Linked DNA regions of Mus musculus: region 2 is linked to region 1. A link is a contact called in public Hi-C data. All regions are on one chromosome and are shown on one strand. Each heading gives the region's core, a stretch centred on a gene start, on an enhancer-like site or on the middle of the called end of the contact. The rest is flanking DNA. Distances are from core to core; before and after follow the strand shown. Region 1 holds the start of Gdnf (glial cell line derived neurotrophic factor). Region 2 overlaps Wdr70 (WD repeat domain 70).

Region 1 (3,306 bases), core at 724-3,223:
CGCCTCGCTTCTGATCGAGGCTCGCCATGTCCAATTTTAAAAGCTTTCCGTGAGCCAAACTGAGATAGATAAATAAATAAATAAATAAATAAATAGGAAAACCCTCTTAATGCGGAAGGGAAATCTGGTGCCTCCGCCGCTTCCTGCCGACCGGCACGGCGATCCAGGACCGCGCCTTAACCCCGCGCCTCCCTGCCGCTCGGGACTGCCAGCCATTTCGCACGCACCCGAGAGCTGGCAAAGCTAGCACCCCGGAGGCCTTGCCTTCCCCCCCCCCCCCCGCTCCCCGCTCGCGAAGCGCCTCTCTGCACTGCTGCGTGAGGGGCGGGAGCCAGGGGAGTCTTTTTTTTTCCCCCTCCTCTGGGGTGTTCGAGCCAGCCCGCGCAGCCGGAACCCCGGAGCTGTGTGGTTCCGTCGCTTCCCAATCTCCGAACCCAACAGCTGCGGAGAAAACAGACGCCCAAGGGATGGAAAATGAATTCGTCTCCGCAGCAGTGGGAGGTGGCAGCCGAATTAAATGCTTTCCTAGTGGCCTTATCTAGGGACCTAGACTGGAATTCTGGGTGGAGATTGTGAGGGGCGGGAGGGATGTACCCCGGAAAGGAGAGAGAAGCAAAAGCCTGGAGACTAATAGGAAAGGTGCAGGGAGGTGTGTGTGTGTGTGTGTGTGTGTGTGTGTGTGTGTGTACCTGAAAACTGATTTGCCCTCCCCCATTAAAAATGTCAAGACTGTTTTCTCAAAATGCATGATTTACCTGATTTGAGAATGCTCCCCAGCCAATTCCCCATGCTGGAACAACGGGACTTGTGAGTGACAGAGTACCACCATACCCGAAGTGATTCAATCTCTCTTCCCCCGTCTCTTTGGATGGGACTTTTCGCCAAGTGAACATAGCCTTCTTTATTAGCAAGCTCACCCCAGACTGCAAGGCCTTCTTCCTTTCTAGAGATGTGAGGTCTTAAGAGTCCAAAGGACTCGGTGTTCAGGACTCTTACTACGGTCCTGGGTCCTGGAGTAGCTAGGGGAACCGAAAGATAGCATCTCTGCTGAGAGGGACAGAATTAGGACCAAAACTTCACAAAGCTGCAAAACTAAAATCAAGGGCGTGTTCGGGTATACCACGGAGGGCTTTAAATGTCAAGATAGATCCAGTCGCCGCCTACTAACAGTGGTAAAACATTTATTGGGCACTTTCTGGACTTGTTCGTGAGTTAATGATCCTAAGAAGTGGAACTGGTATTTTAAGCCAAACCGATGCTTCCGAAGTTAAGTGACTTAACTTGGCACTTTTATGCAGGCCAGAGTCTGCAAAGTCACATGAACTTGTTCTGGTGACATTTTTTTCTTTCACTTAGCCAGGATGTTTAAAAGGTAGACAGAGGGAGGGCAAGTGTTTCCACCAAGCCTGAGCCTACACCCTGCCTAGTTAGAAGAAAGGTCCAGCCTGGGACAGATAGGTGAGCTTGATTTTAGTCCCAGAGGTAAAAAGCCTGTTGTTTGCATCAGCGAAAGGATGGCTTCCAGAGCTCACATATGGGAGTTGCTGGGGAGGGGAAGGGTGGTCTCTGTCTGTCGAGGGCCGGGCAAAGGTAGCCAGATGGGGGCTACCCCGTGCGCCCCCGCCCCCCGGGAATATGGGATGTCGCGCGAGCCAGTAGAAGCAACGGGCCCGGAGTTGTGGTATAAATTTATGTCCATAATCTGACCTCTGGAAGTTGGAGGCTGGAGGACCGAAGAGTGGTCAGCAGTGCACCCGTTGGGAATGCGAGCTGCACCTGGGGTGTACCAGGGATGAAGGAAGATGGGCGGGCAGTAAACCAGAACAAGGGCGGGGTGCTTAGGGAAGCACCGATCAAAAGCAGTGCGGGCGGAGAGGCTGTGAGTTGGGAGCAGGTTGGGGGGGGGGGCAGGGAAGTGGTGAAGAGGCTGCCCTGCAGTCAGCACCAGGGTCCTGGGCGTCTGAGCCTAACTTGCCTGGTGCGGTTCTCTTCCCCGCTGCCCGCCCGCGCAGGTGCCGCCGCCGGACGGGACTCTAAGATGAAGTTATGGGATGTCGTGGCTGTCTGCCTGGTGTTGCTCCACACCGCGTCTGCCTTCCCGCTGCCCGCCGGTAAGAGGCTTCTCGAAGCGCCCGCTGAAGACCACTCCCTCGGCCACCGCCGCGTGCCCTTCGCGCTGACCAGTGACTGTAAGAACCGTTCCCTCCCCGGGGGCATCATCCGGCGGACCCCAGGGCACCCTACCGCAGCATGCACGCACGCAGTCACCCGGGCCAGCCGGGAAGGTTGTGCGCCTCTCCACTAAGTGGGAAGGGCTGGGAGGCCCTTAAGGGTACTCAGCTGCATGCCGCTGCCCAAGGGTTTCCAGGCGCCTTGCAAATACAGAGGATGTGGAATAGTGTCCCTTTATCATTCTCATCAACAAATATCCCACTATCGCCACCATCACAACCACAACCAGGGCACACACACATTGCCCCCAACCCCTTACTTCCCTGCCCCTCTAAGAATACACAGCAGGATCTTTCTTTTAAGGCTATTTTACTGTGCCTTGCTAAAACCCTCTTGCATTTTCATCCTGAACTGCACTTGCAAGGAGTTTTGTGAGAAAGGCCAGCCAGAGAGAAAACACAGAAGGACCTCCATTTCCAGAGCTAGCATCTGCCTAGTGTCAATTCTGTTCAGAAGAGTTCTGCTATAGGAAGAGTCCAGGGTGACTAGTGCAAAGTGGACTGAAAGGGAGAAACGTTCAGAATGCACAGTGCTAACTCAAAAACAACAACCACAACAAACGCAGGGTACTCTTAAAACAAGTCTGTGATTTACTGCTCCAAAGCTAATGCCTTCTAGAAGCGAGCAATTACAACCTATCCTCCAGTCCTCAGAAGTCCATACGGGTAAAGTCAGATAGACAGGAAAGGAGTTACAGAGAAAATGAAAGTATCTAGGTTAAAAGGTGGCAACAGAAAAGTTGATACAATCTCAAAATACTCAGCGGCCACCCACCTCACCCCTTAGAACGAGTGGCTTTGAAGGTTTGCATTTGAAGTGCCCTGTGGTTATGACCACCAGGGAAAGCTTGAGTCAGCCCAGGACGTACAGAAACCCTTGGCCCTGGACAAGAAAACAGGCAGAATGTGGCAAGTGTTTCATTTCAACAACAAAAATGGCTTCTTGTATAAGGGTCAAAAAGGGGCGGGGGGGATAGAATTTTATAAGGATTTTGGGAGTGATTTGTGGTTTAAAAGGAACGTAGTTGGTCCCTTGAAATTCAGACCCAGACCTGTCAATTAAACTCATCTTTAA
Region 2 (3,366 bases), core at 572-3,071, 62 kb after region 1:
AGAGTTCTTCTCTAGGGAATGGCCTAATTTTCCCTTAGCACACGAAAGCACTATAAAAATAAATCAACAATGACAAAGAAGAGTGATGTGAACATGCAGACAGACAAAGTGTTGATGCATTTGAAAACAACTTAAAGCTGGTCTAGAAACCCCACTTTGGAGCCAGGAGGGGACGAACAGCAACAATACCTCCTTTAGGCCTGTTAAGTGTGGATTCTTTTCTGAGCTGCTTACACAAATGGAATCAGTACACTGCTCTTAGCACAGTCTCCATCCTGTATGTCCACGAGAGACAGTGTGGCGAGCCAAACCACATGGACAATGAAAACCCAGCAGCAATTCTGAGCTACATACGTACATGACACAGAGTGCAAGAGAGACATTCTTCAAGAAAGCATTTACCATCATTCCTTATCTTACACTTGCTTATTTTAAAAAGATGTGTGTGTGTGTTTTCCCTGTATGCGTATCTGTACACTATGTGCATGCGTGGTGGCTGTAGATGCCAGGAGAGGACATTGAATGCTCTGGAACTAGGGTTCTAAGTAGTTGTAAGCTACCATATGACCTGTAGGAATTGATCCTGGGTCCTCTGGAAGAGCAACCAATGCTCTTAACCTCTGAGCCATCTTTGTGGTCCCTTATTCTCTAATTATTAGTAGGCAGTTCCTTGAACTTACAGCCTCAAGACAGCTTCATCTCCCTTGCCCTAACTGAGAACAGATAAAGGCAATGGCTTAAAAGAAAGGGAGATGACTCTGTAATCCAGCAGATTCATAGGGATGCCGCAGTTTCAAAGGAGAACCTGTTTGGTGAGTACTTTACTCAAAGCAACTTCACCCAGTTCTGCCACTGCCTAATAGTGGCCATTTTTATGTGTTAACCATACAGAGGCTGATGTGGAACTTACATCTTCCAGTTTAATGAACTCTTTTGAGTAAGAATTTTTCATCTGATTAAATTTGGTAACAGCTCACTGGATTATTAAGGACAGTTAAGTTTTAGTATAATGACTGTTGTCAACCTCTAAATAGACTATTCAAAGGAATGCTTTTTTGGGCTTTGTCTTGCTCTGTCATGTTTCCAGTATATCCTGCATTTCTTACATGTAAATATGATTTCATGAAGCTAATACAGGAGCTTATGCAAATGTCTACCAAATCTACAAGGTGTAATTTGGTGATGCTTTGTGCTAATTTTTCAAAAAAAATTAGTCTAAAACTTTTCTATCACTTATTTTTGAAATTATAATATAATTACATCATGTACCCTTCCCATTTCCTCCCATAATGCCCTTCAATATACTCTTCCTTGTTCTCTTTTACATTTACGGTCTCCTTTTTCATTAGTTCTTATTATATGCATATATGTACATGTATATGCTTCTATATATCATCTGCTCAGGTTACTCTTCTATGTTTTCAGGGCTGACCACTAGGTATTGGATAGCCATTTCTGGATAGCCAGTGGTGTGCTCTTCTCTGGGGAAGACATTTCTCCTGCTCTCAGCATTCCTGAGTTGGCTGAAGTTCTTTTTGGGAGTTAGTATACAAAGGCTTTCCCCGAAGCATCTACATGGTACGCATCACTACACTCAATTCTTAGTCGTCTCCTGCCCTGTGACCCGGCTCCCTTCTCTCTTTCCCCCAGAGTAGCCTTCCTCCCTGCTTTCGTGGCTCGCTGACTCTATCACTCCCTTTGGTACTTTAAAAGAAATTCTCCAGATTATTTGTACAATGTGAGTCATGGCAAGTGCGCGCTCCAGCACAATGACAGGAATCCAAGGAAAGTGAGTGCCCTTCAGGGTTTCCAGCCAGAGCAGCCAGTGAGAGCAAACCCATCCCCACCCACCGCAGTCTTCTAAAGGGTATTTAGAGTGCACTGTCTGTGTCAGAGACTCAAAGTGTCAAGGGGACTTCTATTTTCTTCTGACTAAGCCCTAATCTATGCCTCTGCAACTCCTTCTAACACTCAAAGCAGAGTGAAGTCATCAGTGTTTTCGGCTGCGATGCAAAGTCCGCGCACGGGTCACAGTCTCTCTAATTACGGGTGTGCTTCTGCTGTGATTCACCTAAGATGCAGAAAGCAAGCTCGTGGGTGATGGGAAGAATATGAGGGGAAATCACTTGCAATATTTAATCATGAGGATGTGAGCACAGACCACGAGGTCTCTTGGCTCGGGGCCCGTTGTTTATTATGAACGAAAACCTCAAAGCCAAAGCCAATAATAGCCATGACTCGACAATCTGACACACTTGTTAACCCCGTTAACATGAATCCAGCCTGGCTGAACTCTGACCCAATCATCACAATTGCAGAATTATTGTGATTAAACAAAAGGATTGACCAAAAAGATTCAGCTTGAAATGGCTGCTTCTATCTGTGAGTACCTAACCAAAAAATAAAATAAAAAATTTAAAACACTGGGCATGTGTAAGAAGCTTCCAGATAAAGCAGTAGATGCCTTAGATAAAGAATCTTCTTCAGAGAGTGCAGACATAGCATTTGAGAAATAAACACTTCTTGAAGTCATAGAGTGCAGCACGCTATGTTTGAGAATTCAGCAACTAGAAAAAAGAACAAGTGTGAGATGTGGGTGAACAAATGTGAAATGTGGTATGGAACACAAGAATGAAGGACCCAGAAGAGTCCTGTAATGTCTCCACTAGCTCTTTTACTATTAAGTGGTACACAGGAAAGAAGACTGAGACTTGAAAACAGTAAGCGGAGGCGGGCCAGGTTCCCCGAGATCTTTCTGATGTCTCAGGTACACATTTCTAAGGACCGGTACTCGGGTGTGGCTGGATCCTACCCTCCTACCGTGTGGATACGGTGAACCGTGAACCGGCTCAGTAAGGCAAGCCCTGCCCTTAGCAGGCTGTAGCAGAACTGGAAGTACACTCAGGACTTCTGACTCTTAGTCTAGGGTTCCCTCTGCTAAGCCATGCTGGCTCACACAGACATCTCAGCATCCCAGTAGCTACTATTAGCTGCCCATGAGGAGAAACAAGCACAGGGCATAGAAGGCAGCCTCTCTGTACACAGTCCTAAGTCGGCCACCTGCTACCTGTGGGGCACTGGTCAAATTACACATTTCCGTTCCGTCATCTACAAGGTGGGGACAGGAATACTGTCTACCTCGTGGGTGATGAGGATTGTTATGCTAACACATACTAAGCTTTCTAGCAAGTCCATCACGGTGTTAGTACAGAAGAAGTGCCACGACTGTTTACATAACACGTTAGATAACAGGGTTCCTCGCCTCAGATGATTGACACCTTTTCTAAAGTCCTAGGTATAACATACTGAGCATAAGAATTCATGTGTTAAGTACAACATTGCAACATGCTATGTTCTCAAATCCTG

Evidence for each region. Hi-C and Micro-C count contacts between places; a contact is called where the count stands out from the background.
Region 2: a Hi-C map of myocytes shows a contact between it and region 1, with 2.4 times the contacts expected there. The contact joins the enhancer-like site here to the promoter of Gdnf in region 1. A contact is called at or near these places in 2 of 39 promoter capture datasets (both in the 3T3-L1 cell line), 13 of 484 Hi-C or Micro-C datasets (the C2C12 cell line, Sertoli cells, cumulus cells and 6 more), 1 of 115 datasets of contacts at active chromatin or transcription factors (embryonic stem cells) and 2 of 9 other capture datasets (embryonic stem cells and pancreatic islet).

What each region holds. Positions count from the first base shown.
Region 1 is chr15:7,813,577-7,816,882 of GRCm38.p6, forward strand. It overlaps Gdnf (glial cell line derived neurotrophic factor), which reads left to right and starts at 1,974. Exons shown (of 2, transcript NM_001301357.1): 1 at 1,974-2,189. The coding sequence starts at 2,039.
Region 2 is chr15:7,876,105-7,879,470 of GRCm38.p6, forward strand. All of the region lies in intron 17 of Wdr70 (WD repeat domain 70), which reads right to left. Among named protein-coding and RNA genes, the nearest start is that of Gdnf, 62 kb to the left of the region's middle. Within about 2 kb of position 1,822, at least 71 of the 459 cell types and tissues checked have an H3K27ac peak or open chromatin away from gene starts, as enhancers often do. A contact at or near this core is called in the C2C12 cell line, embryonic fibroblasts, muscle stem cells and 1 more, where this site is marked.